Linked DNA regions of Mus musculus: regions 1 and 2 are each linked to region 3. The links are chromatin contacts, called in public Hi-C maps. All regions are on one chromosome and are shown on one strand. The core of a region is the stretch at or near the end of the contact, and the rest is flanking DNA. Distances in the headings are between cores, read along the strand shown.

Region 1 (3,218 bases), core at 172-2,671, 350 kb before region 3:
AAAGCATAGTGTGTGTTATAAAAAAAAAAAAATTCCCACTGAAGTGAAACGTAAGCCAGAGGAGAGCGTCTATGTCTCATCTTTTGTTATAACTCACAAAGAAAGGTTACCACAATACATAGGTGCCCCTATAACCTTCCCAGGAGTTATTTTAAATGAAGAATTTCAAATGAAGAATAAAGTTAGTCACACGTACAAGTGGGTGTTTATTTACTTAGGCTGGAGGGGCACAGAGCAGAGTTTGAGACATATTTAAATAAATCAAAAATTAAGAAAGAGGCTAAAGAGCTCTAACAATCAGACCAGGGCTCTGACTGTTCCTTTCTGTGGTTTTCTACGTGGGGCACTAAAACCTCCACTCTAAAAAGCCAGGATCCTACACACACAGCAGTGAGCACTAACAAAAAACAAAACAAAATCTGCAGTTTCACAACAGCCAGAGAGAGAGAGAGAGATGTGAGGTAACAACTAGGAAGTGGGACATTAATGTTTAGAAACCTTCCTTCTTAAATGAGGTAGGAAGGATTACTTCTGAGAGTCAAATAATGAATGAGAAGAAGAAATGTTTTATAGACAGGGTAAGGAGGTTAAAAAAAAAAAAAAGACTGAGCAGACAAGAGAGGGGAGACGGCATGTTTTTTCTTTTTTTTTTTTTTTTTTATTTAGTAACTATAAAATGAGCACTTCTCTCAAAAATAGTTAGATGAAACCATATAACCCAGAAAGCTAAGAAGTTAAGAACGAGTAGCAGTTGGAAAGGAGAGGCAGAGACAAAGACTGAGGGATAAGAAGGGGAAAGATGGAATGTTTTATATCGGATAATGAAGTAAGAGAAAGGCCAAGGACCCAAATCCATCAGGGAAAAAATGCTAATATGAAGCTTTAACATTAAGCATCATCAGGTAGAAGGAAAGCAAACATCATAACTCATGAAGGTAATAAAAAGTCACACAAAAAGTAGCAATAAAAAGTGAGGAAAAAAGTGGGGGAAACGACGAGACGGACAAAGAAACAACACACCATTTTTATTCAGAAAGCTATGCCCTTAAAGGTCCCCAATTCCATGCTCACTCTCAGTAAAGAACCAGACACACAATTCTTTTCCCAGACACTGAGGATGGCTTTGGCCCCAGACATCGCCCCTGAGCCCCCCTTACAAAAATTCTCTCTGTATGTGACCATCTCCTGGGAAAAACAACTGCCCAGGCCGCAGTTCCTCGGATAGTCCTTCATCAGAACAGTTCTCACAGGCAGGTAGCCTCGCTGGTCATACACAGGGATCCCATATGGCACAATCTGGACCTCGCAGAAGTGAAATCTGCATAAAGTAGGACGAAGCCAGAGCCGCACAAAAGGCGAGACACACATGTAGCGACATTGGCTCCGTGCCCTCTGACCCAGCTCTGTGTCTGTTCCCACACTCCCGACAAGCCCGGGCGAATGTGGCCCAGAGCTTGGAGGTAGCTGCGGTCTGTCACTGGATGAGCACGGAGCCGAAAGGAAGCTCAGAATTAGTCCCCCAATGGTGTGTGGATCAATTGTAAGACAGTGTCTTGTCATCCAAAAAGACAATCTACATGTGGCTGCAATTAACCCAGTTAGCCTGTGTCTAACATTGTCCTACAAAGAAACAGCCATGTAGTGAGATGACCAGAGCAGAATACTGCTTTGAAATTAGCAGATTAATTTAGTTCTCTGTAATCTGGGACTGGAATGAGTTGTGTTAATGGGCGTGTGCATGTGCCTGTGTACTTGTAAGTGGCCTGGGTTGTTTCTTGTTGCTAGTGTTTTCTTTCTTTCTTTTCTATTTTCTTTTTGTTTGTTTTTGTCATCATCATCATTGTAAATACACTTTAATAGAAAGCTACACTTATGTCAGTTTTTCCTGGGGAAAATCAATTAAAAAACAACTGAGAGCCAAGGGTTATAAATAATTATGTATTGCTGTAATCTTACAATTTTGTAAGAGCTATCTCTTAACAGAGGTTATAACCAATACACCCAGGTTACCCAAGTACACACCAAACACTAAGTTTAAGATGTGCAATATAGAAACCAAGCCAAAACTACTTTCCCAACTTGAAAGTGTAGCCTCTCCCCTGTGCCAGTGTTTGTGTGCTGTTGGGTGCTCTTTAAAGGAAATATATATATGCTATGAATTAATTCTCAGTATCATCCAAATCAGAGTTGCCATTATTATAATTCCAAGTCAAAAACATATGTAGAATTATTACTATGGATGTTTATTTCAAAGTGGTCGTTATTTTTTTAAACAGAAATGCTTCTTCAATTTTCCTAGATTTTTACATAATCTTACTACGTATGTTCTCATTTCACTACTCTTTTCTGATATAAAATAAAAAGCATTTCACAATCTTTATTTTGAAAGAGGAAAAGTTTTAAACCTTCTTAGCAAGCTGTTGATGTCCATTGCATGCTTAAGGAGAAAGAAGAGCTACGGGGAAAAATACTGAGTACATCAGGAACAAGGGGAGACAGTCTTCTCTCCTTGTGAGGCATCCTAGGACCTTCAAAAGCTGCATCGAGAATTTTGCAAATAACATGACCTCAGAAGGCTTCCCTCTGAAGGATGTCTGGTATCTTCACACCTGATGCAAAATCTAGGCAAATCACTGCGCTGGACTTCACAGTTACTCTATACACATGACCCTGCGAGCCTAGTAACCACACGATCACTAAAAATAGTCAGAATTTAGCTGGGCGTGGTGGCACACACCTTTAATCCCAGCACTTGGGCGGCAAAGGCAGGCAGATTTCTAAGTTCGAGGCCAGCCTGATCTACAGAGTGAGCTCCAGGACAGCCAGGGCTATACAGAGAAACCGTGTCTCGAAACCCCGCCCCCCCCCAAAAAAATCAGAATTTTTATGTTCAAAAGGAGCAAACAGTTACCACAGTTATACCCAATATGCATGCCCCATGTCAGCAGGTTAGCCAACCACAGTTTCCTGCAGCCCACCTGATTCTGGTCAGCTTCAGGCTTATGTGGGAGGCTTGCAATGGTATTCTTATTTTACCAGAGTGTGTTAACAGATTCAAATGTAGACTGGGTGGTGGAAGGAAGAGCTCTGAGAAAGGAGGCATCTGAAAGGAAATGAACAGTATTGTTTTCTGTTACTGCTCAGGGTTTCATTACAGGGTTCATTTGTTCTCTAAGTACAGGAGATGGAGTCCACTGCATATGCTAGGCAAGTGCTCT
Region 2 (3,131 bases), core at 287-2,786, 400 kb after region 3:
TTAGTGCTATGACAGATGAATTTTGTGAAAAATGAGAAATGAACAATTCCTTTTCTTACTGACAAGAAGTAGGTCAGTATAATATTGTGACTACGTATGTAAACTCCTGTGGATAGTATTACGAACTTGGTGGCAATTTCCAGAAAATAAAAAGTTATTGCAGCCAGAATCTACTTACATAATTAGCACTGGAGGGAAAGTTTAAATGTCTTAAAAAGAGAAACTCATTGTATAAAATGTAAAATGTAAAATATGTTAAAAGCCTTGATACATCTTCAATGTCAACACTCTTTCAAGAAAGCACAACCATGATGCCATGTGGATTTGCTTCATTGCACACACAGAAGGCTAGGTTTTCCATGGCAGTGAGTAGTCAATGGGGTGGCCGTGGCAAGTGCTGACTGCTGAATGGTATCTCAGAACTCTGGTCTATGTTCTGTCCATACCAAATGATGTTCAGTGGGAGAGGGGAGACAAAGGGGCAAGAACAGCGAGTTGTAGTAATGATTAGTGATGCTTGTTTGCATCACTACCTCCCTAGGCATACAGATACAAGACTAGTTAGTTAATTGGTAACTAAAGTGGCTTAGTAGAAAACTGAAAGTGGGGAGAGCACGTAGGATGTTGGTAAAATATGATAATTTATCTTGAAGTAGTTATATTCCATTTTCTTTTGAGGATTAGCTGAGTTCTGGAATTATTAGTTCAAATTAAAGTGAGGTGTCTGGTATCACTCTTATATGAAGGGGTGCAAATTGTAGATTCAGGGCATTTCTGAAAACCGCTCTATAGATAAACGACAGAAGTCATCTATGACAAAGATATACCTCAAAGCAACCACAAGGGGGCAGAAAGATACATACTTTGACCAGAAAACAACAAAAGTTATTTTTATGCCCAATATTCAGTAATTAGTACTGCATGTGCTAATTAGTATTTGTGCATATATTTTAACACAATGGCTATAACTAGACAACCTATGCTATTATATATGTTACACACATTTAACGCCCGAATAGAAATTCAACACTTGATTCTATGTACAGTAGACTCATATTAGAGGAAATCATGTAGTTTGTACTAAATGAGAACCTCAGCTCAAAAATGTAAAAAAAAAAAAAAAAAAAAAAAAAAAAAAAAAAAAACTATAAATACTTTCAATTTCCCATAAAAACTTCAGAAACCTCACCCAAACCTCCACTACTGACAGAAGGAGGAGGAAACAGACCCTAGAGTATTAAGGAAAGGCTATATATAAAGAATGTGCCTAACTGTTAGCACTCGCCCTTCACCAACAAACACGGGAAGGAATATTTAAGCTACTTGAAATATGTGATCAGAAAGTGGCTTTCCCAGCAATCAAATGTTATGCCCTTTAATGGACATGAAAGCGCATTGTTGAAGACAGACTTCTATCATGTAAAAGATACAGTCTCTGATTATGAAATAAAGACATAACTATTGCTTACCCCAACTGACTGAGGGCAGATGGCGGCATGTTATGTAGGTGCTGCTGCTGCCAGCCAGTTACAGAGCCGAGGTGGAGCGCACTGGCAGTGTTGAAGCCAGACAGAGATGACAGATCTGCGCTACTCAGAGAGTACTCTAGATGGGAGCGAAGGAGCGGCAAGGAGAGAGAGAGAGAGAGAGACAATTAGACTGTCAAATGGTAAGCAAAATCACACAGTTTCAACCTCTAAAACATACTTTGAATCAAAGTTTTTTGATTTAGGAAAAGAAGAAAATAAAACACCACGGATAATTTGAATTTAAAAAGAAAAAAAAAATATTATCCATCTGAGTAAGGATGTCACACTAGATCCACAGTAATAGATCCTGAAATGTTAGCACATTATACTAGCTTTGTTTAAAAGTGTAAAGGATCTATATATTTTATGATCTAGAAATAGGTTTTACATTAAAAATCTTCAAGAAAGTGAGTGTTCTACTACATTAAAGAGACAGTAGCTCAGTTTCTTTGAAATATTGAATTCGATTTGAGTAAATAAAACTTCCCATCACTTAAAAAGGAGCACTGTAGATCACTGAGTAAGACAGAGGTGCTTGTACCATGCATTCTGGACACAGGCCCCACACGAGCTCCCAACAGGGCAAAGAAAATAACTTTTAAAATATGCTTTTTAAAGTGTTTACTGTAATATTTGCACATAGCAAAGCTACTCACCAGTACCATATGTTGTTGAAATGGCTGATGGATATCCTCCCATTCCTTGTCCTGGTAAAGTAGGAGTTGCTACGGAAACCACCGGGGTAGCCAATGACTGAGCCGACTGGGAGTTATTTATCCTTTGATTCTTTTAAAGTAAATAAAAAGACATTATTGGTGGCAGATTTTAAAAAGTTAAAAATATTAGGTCTCACTATTAGTTTTTCACATAAAGAAATAAGTTGGTACAAAGCTCATGAAATTAATCATTTAACATGTGTCTCTATGAACTCTGCCAACCCTATCATTTACAATCCTTCAAGAGACCAGCTGTTGCCATAGTAACCCATTACATCAGTATCTCCTAGGCAACTGAACTAGTAACAAGTACCATAGCTTTATTATGGGTAAAAACAGACTACGTTGAGAACTGATGAAATATGTATACTGTACTGCTATTGTTTCAGTTTTATTCAAATGCAAATTAAAAAATTAAAATCAACCATAGTGGGTTTTGTGATCAGTTCTATGTACAGCAGAGCTGATAGATATGATTCAGGCTATGTTATGGCCAGCAGGTGGCGCTATGACCACTTTCTTCTGCTTCGACTTCCTTGCAAAAGGATGGCAAAGTAGCTAATGCCAGTATTTAACTCCTAATAGCCAGGAGGTAAAGGATGCTTACGCTCAAAATCCTGGTATTTTAAATTTTGAAAGAATAAGTGTCTTACTATTTAATAGCTAAAGATGCATTTTTGTGTTTCTATTTTAGAGTAAGTTCAGTCTTAATATTTAAAACATGGTCTTTAGGTAAAAGGTGGGGACAGAGGAAAAAGGCCTACAAAAACCAGCTATGCTTTCCACAGGCTGTCAATGATCCTAGAAATTAATGGTGTTTAAGCATAATCAGTACCCTCATTTATTGAGGTAAGTTTTAAAATCTTTCTGTTTGATCACAGCTAGC
Region 3 (3,068 bases), core at 291-2,790:
ATTGCTCACATGTTACCTCATGTTTAAGAACTTACTGTGAGAATGTATTCAGAGATACAATCATCTGATTCCCCCCCCCCCCTCCCCACACACTTTTTATTTGCCCCAGAAATCAGCCTTGCCCTATTTGGAGAATTCAGAGATGTTATGGACCTTTTAGTGTTTCAACAAAAAGTTGAGGACCGTGAAGTCAGAAATCCTCTCCCCAAATGTTAAGGGCCAGGTTGCCTGCTGCTGTTTCTCTGTGCAGACTCATGGAGACGGGTGCCTCTCAGCCTTTGCTCTGCCCTCTCTTCTGTGATTTCTTTATTTTTTAAATTGGCCCTACCCTTTTCTACTAGATCGCTTGATTTGGCCATACTTCCCTTAGTACATTCTCATTGTTGCTCTCAGAACTTATATGAGGTTTGGACTGGTAGTGTTTTTCCTTATTTTCAAAGCTTTGAGATTCAGATGTGAAGAGCTAAGACAGTTCTCTGGACATGCTCACAGATTCTACCCAAGACCTTAAGCCATGCTTTTACACTTATGGGAAAAGGAAAAAATATGCACAAGCTTCTGATACTAAGGGCACAGCCTGGACATACACCTTGTCCTCTTCTTCTTGGCCTCATCTGCCCTAAAGAATGAATATATTCATCCCTAAGGTTGCTGCTTCAAAGTGACCAGTGAGATGCTAACAGGTCAGCTGGCTGTCCTGTTGGACAGAGGGTCCATAAATCAGAGAAGACTTGGTATGGTTGAAAGAAGAAGGTAGTCCAGCCTGAGGGGAGCCCCCTGTAAATCTCTCCAGGAGCTTTGTTCCTGGTAGGGGTAGGGGTGGGGGTTGGAGTTGGGGTAGTCATGGCTGTAGCTGTTATTAATGCCCTGGCCCTCCTGCAGTGGGTGCTAACTTCTTGTGCATGAGAGCTGCCTCTACCCTTCCCAAACATCGGCTGCTTGGAAAAGTCAAGCAGGGCTGAACTCTGATTTTCATTTAATAGTCAAAACCAAGATGCGTTTGGGCTATGATGATAGGACAGCTCCCTTGAAAAGATTATTTGAACTACAAAGGCATTCATTTAGGGCTAGCGATGTTGCAAAAGGGTCTGCTAGAAATTAGCAGCCTGTCCTGGTATTTGGAGAGCAAGAGTGACAACTTACTGGAAGTTCTCAAGGAATCATTTATATTTCACACTCCACTAGGCAGCTGATTTGAGATTGTCTGTTAGCATAACAAAGGCTCTGAGCCTGTGAACTTCAGAAACCTTTCGACCTCTTAGCTGCTGGCATGAATAGCCCCCAGTCCTGCCTATAGAGATCTCCCAAAGCTCCCCTGTTCGTGGCTAAATTGTTAATCAGGGTAATTTAATATAGTTTTCAATATGCCTCATCTCTTATTGGGAAAGGTATTCACAGCTTCCCTACCCCTGAAAAAAAAAAGTTCTTTTATTCAAGTGTGAGAGGGGCAGCTGCAGACAGACCCCCTTCTCTTTACTTCACCTCCCCCCCATCCCACTCCTTCCCAGCCACAGTTTTCTGAGTAGCAACCACGGGGAAAGGACAGAAAGAGAACTACGTTGACATTCCCTTTGCATGCACTCCACCCTGAACCTGAAGCTCAAGGCTGTTTATGCTGCGAGACAACTAAACAAAAACCGCAAGCACCACAGTCATAACTAAAACCTCAGAGTGATCACACACACACACACACACACACACACACACACCCCACACCCTGTTCTCCACCTCCCTTTTACCACCACCCTTTCCCCTCCCCCTTCATCCCTCAGCTCAGCTGCTCTTCTGGCCCCGACAAAATGCACCAGACCCCAAGGCCTGCTCATTTTCATTTTGTCGGAGGCAAAGGCAGCCTGCTCACTCCTTTGCACAGCGACACTCGTCCTGTCCCCTGCATCTACTCTCAGTGTGGCTCCCTCGCAGCGTCAATTCACATGCACATTAGTTAACTGAAGAGCAGGAGCACAAATATATTCATTTTAATCCAGTTAAGACCTAAGAGGTCTCATAGGATATTATTCAATAGTTTGAAAACCAAGTATAAAACTCAGCTTTTGCTACAGTGTTTCATCTCAGGGAGGCCTACAGTATGCCTTTCTTTTGCTTTCCACCAGTGCGTGCTCAAGAAATAAAATGAATAATGAAACAATTATAAGCAAAGAACCAGCTGCAGGTGGATATTCTGTTAAAATATTGTATTGTTGACTCTGTTAATTACCGTACTTCTCGTACCCATGCTCAAATTCAGAATGAGAATTTTATAAGATGAAAGGAAAAAAATATGAAGTCACAAATTGTGTTTCTTTTTTTTTTTTTAAATCAAAAACAGAACAATATATCTCTTAATCATATAGTTAACCTTTTGTTCCCATGTGAGAATTTTAGGCCATTTCTAAACGGTATTTGTGTATTTCTGAGCTGCTGTAAGTGTAGTTTTCTATGGGGTTGTTGCTCTGTCTTTTTGCCTTGTGTCTTCAGGGACTTCTTGCCTTTGTCAGACTTTGGTGGGTCTGTTTGCCTCTTAGCCTCCTACAGTTGGTCAAAGCCAGCATCTAGATCCCAAAGTATTTTCCTTGATAGCTCTCTAGGTTAAGGTGGTTCCTGATGCGGATGGGAGACTTGCTTAACTTACTTGGCACCCTACTCTAGCATCACCAAAGTGCTAGAAAGCAGGGAGACAAATCTCTCTTTATTGCACCAGGGACGGGTTATTCAAGCCCCCCAAACAGAAAAACAAATCCAGACACACTCTCAGGAATACATACCCACTCAGTAGCCCAGCTTCTTTCCCAATCTCATTTTTCTGGGTATTAAAAAATGGCTATAAAAATGGGCTTCTTAATTAATGTAAACATCTCAACAGTGTCCATAGATAACAAAATAATTGCATGCAGTTAGATTATTATCAACTTTCAAATCTGCATTTTCATTGGGGGCGGTGGGTTCTGACAGTTTTAATTCCAGTGTTTTGGAAGTTTTTAGATTATAAACATTTCTATCAATAATCTATGCATTATTCATTTTAATGATGTATATTTTATTTTATTCTTTAAGTAATGATTTTCATT

What was found. Hi-C and Micro-C count contacts between places; a contact is called where the count stands out from the background.
Region 1: a Hi-C map of cerebellum shows a contact between it and region 3, with 4 times the contacts expected there. The contact joins two enhancer-like sites. A contact is called at or near these places in 2 of 39 promoter capture datasets (hippocampal neurons and liver), 4 of 484 Hi-C or Micro-C datasets (cerebellar granule neurons and cerebellum) and 2 of 115 datasets of contacts at active chromatin or transcription factors (embryonic hindbrain and neural tube).
Region 2: a Hi-C map of cortical neurons shows a contact between it and region 3, with 5 times the contacts expected there. The contact joins two enhancer-like sites. A contact is called at or near these places in 1 of 39 promoter capture datasets (hippocampal neurons), 10 of 484 Hi-C or Micro-C datasets (cerebellar granule neurons, cerebellum, cerebral cortex and 4 more), 3 of 115 datasets of contacts at active chromatin or transcription factors (astrocytes, embryonic forebrain and forebrain) and 1 of 9 other capture datasets (embryonic stem cells).

Annotation. Positions count from the first base shown.
Region 1 is chr13:84,402,919-84,406,136 of GRCm38.p6, reverse strand. No RefSeq gene overlaps it. Among named protein-coding and RNA genes, the nearest start is that of Gm41011, 61 kb to the right of the region's middle. Within about 2 kb of position 1,421, at least 23 of the 459 cell types and tissues checked have an H3K27ac peak or open chromatin away from gene starts, as enhancers often do. A contact at or near this core is called in cerebellar granule neurons, cerebellum and neural tube, where this site is marked.
Region 2 is chr13:83,654,691-83,657,821 of GRCm38.p6, reverse strand. It overlaps Mef2c (myocyte enhancer factor 2C), which reads right to left. Exons shown (of 11, transcript NM_001347575.1): 9 at 2,186-2,315; 10 at 1,470-1,605. Gm52044 (a long non-coding RNA gene) reads left to right here. Exons shown (of 3, transcript XR_003950630.1): 3 at 1-3,131. Among named protein-coding and RNA genes, the nearest start is that of Gm52044, 6.1 kb to the left of the region's middle. Within about 2 kb of position 1,536, at least 37 of the 459 cell types and tissues checked have an H3K27ac peak or open chromatin away from gene starts, as enhancers often do. A contact at or near this core is called in cerebral cortex, cortical neurons, forebrain and 2 more, where this site is marked.
Region 3 is chr13:84,057,948-84,061,015 of GRCm38.p6, reverse strand. All of the region lies in intron 1 of Gm17750 (predicted gene, 17750), which reads left to right. Among named protein-coding and RNA genes, the nearest start is that of Gm17750, 5.3 kb to the left of the region's middle. RefSeq lists an enhancer at 1-2,785. Within about 2 kb of position 1,540, at least 74 of the 459 cell types and tissues checked have an H3K27ac peak or open chromatin away from gene starts, as enhancers often do. A contact at or near this core is called in cerebellar granule neurons, cerebellum, cerebral cortex and 5 more, where this site is marked.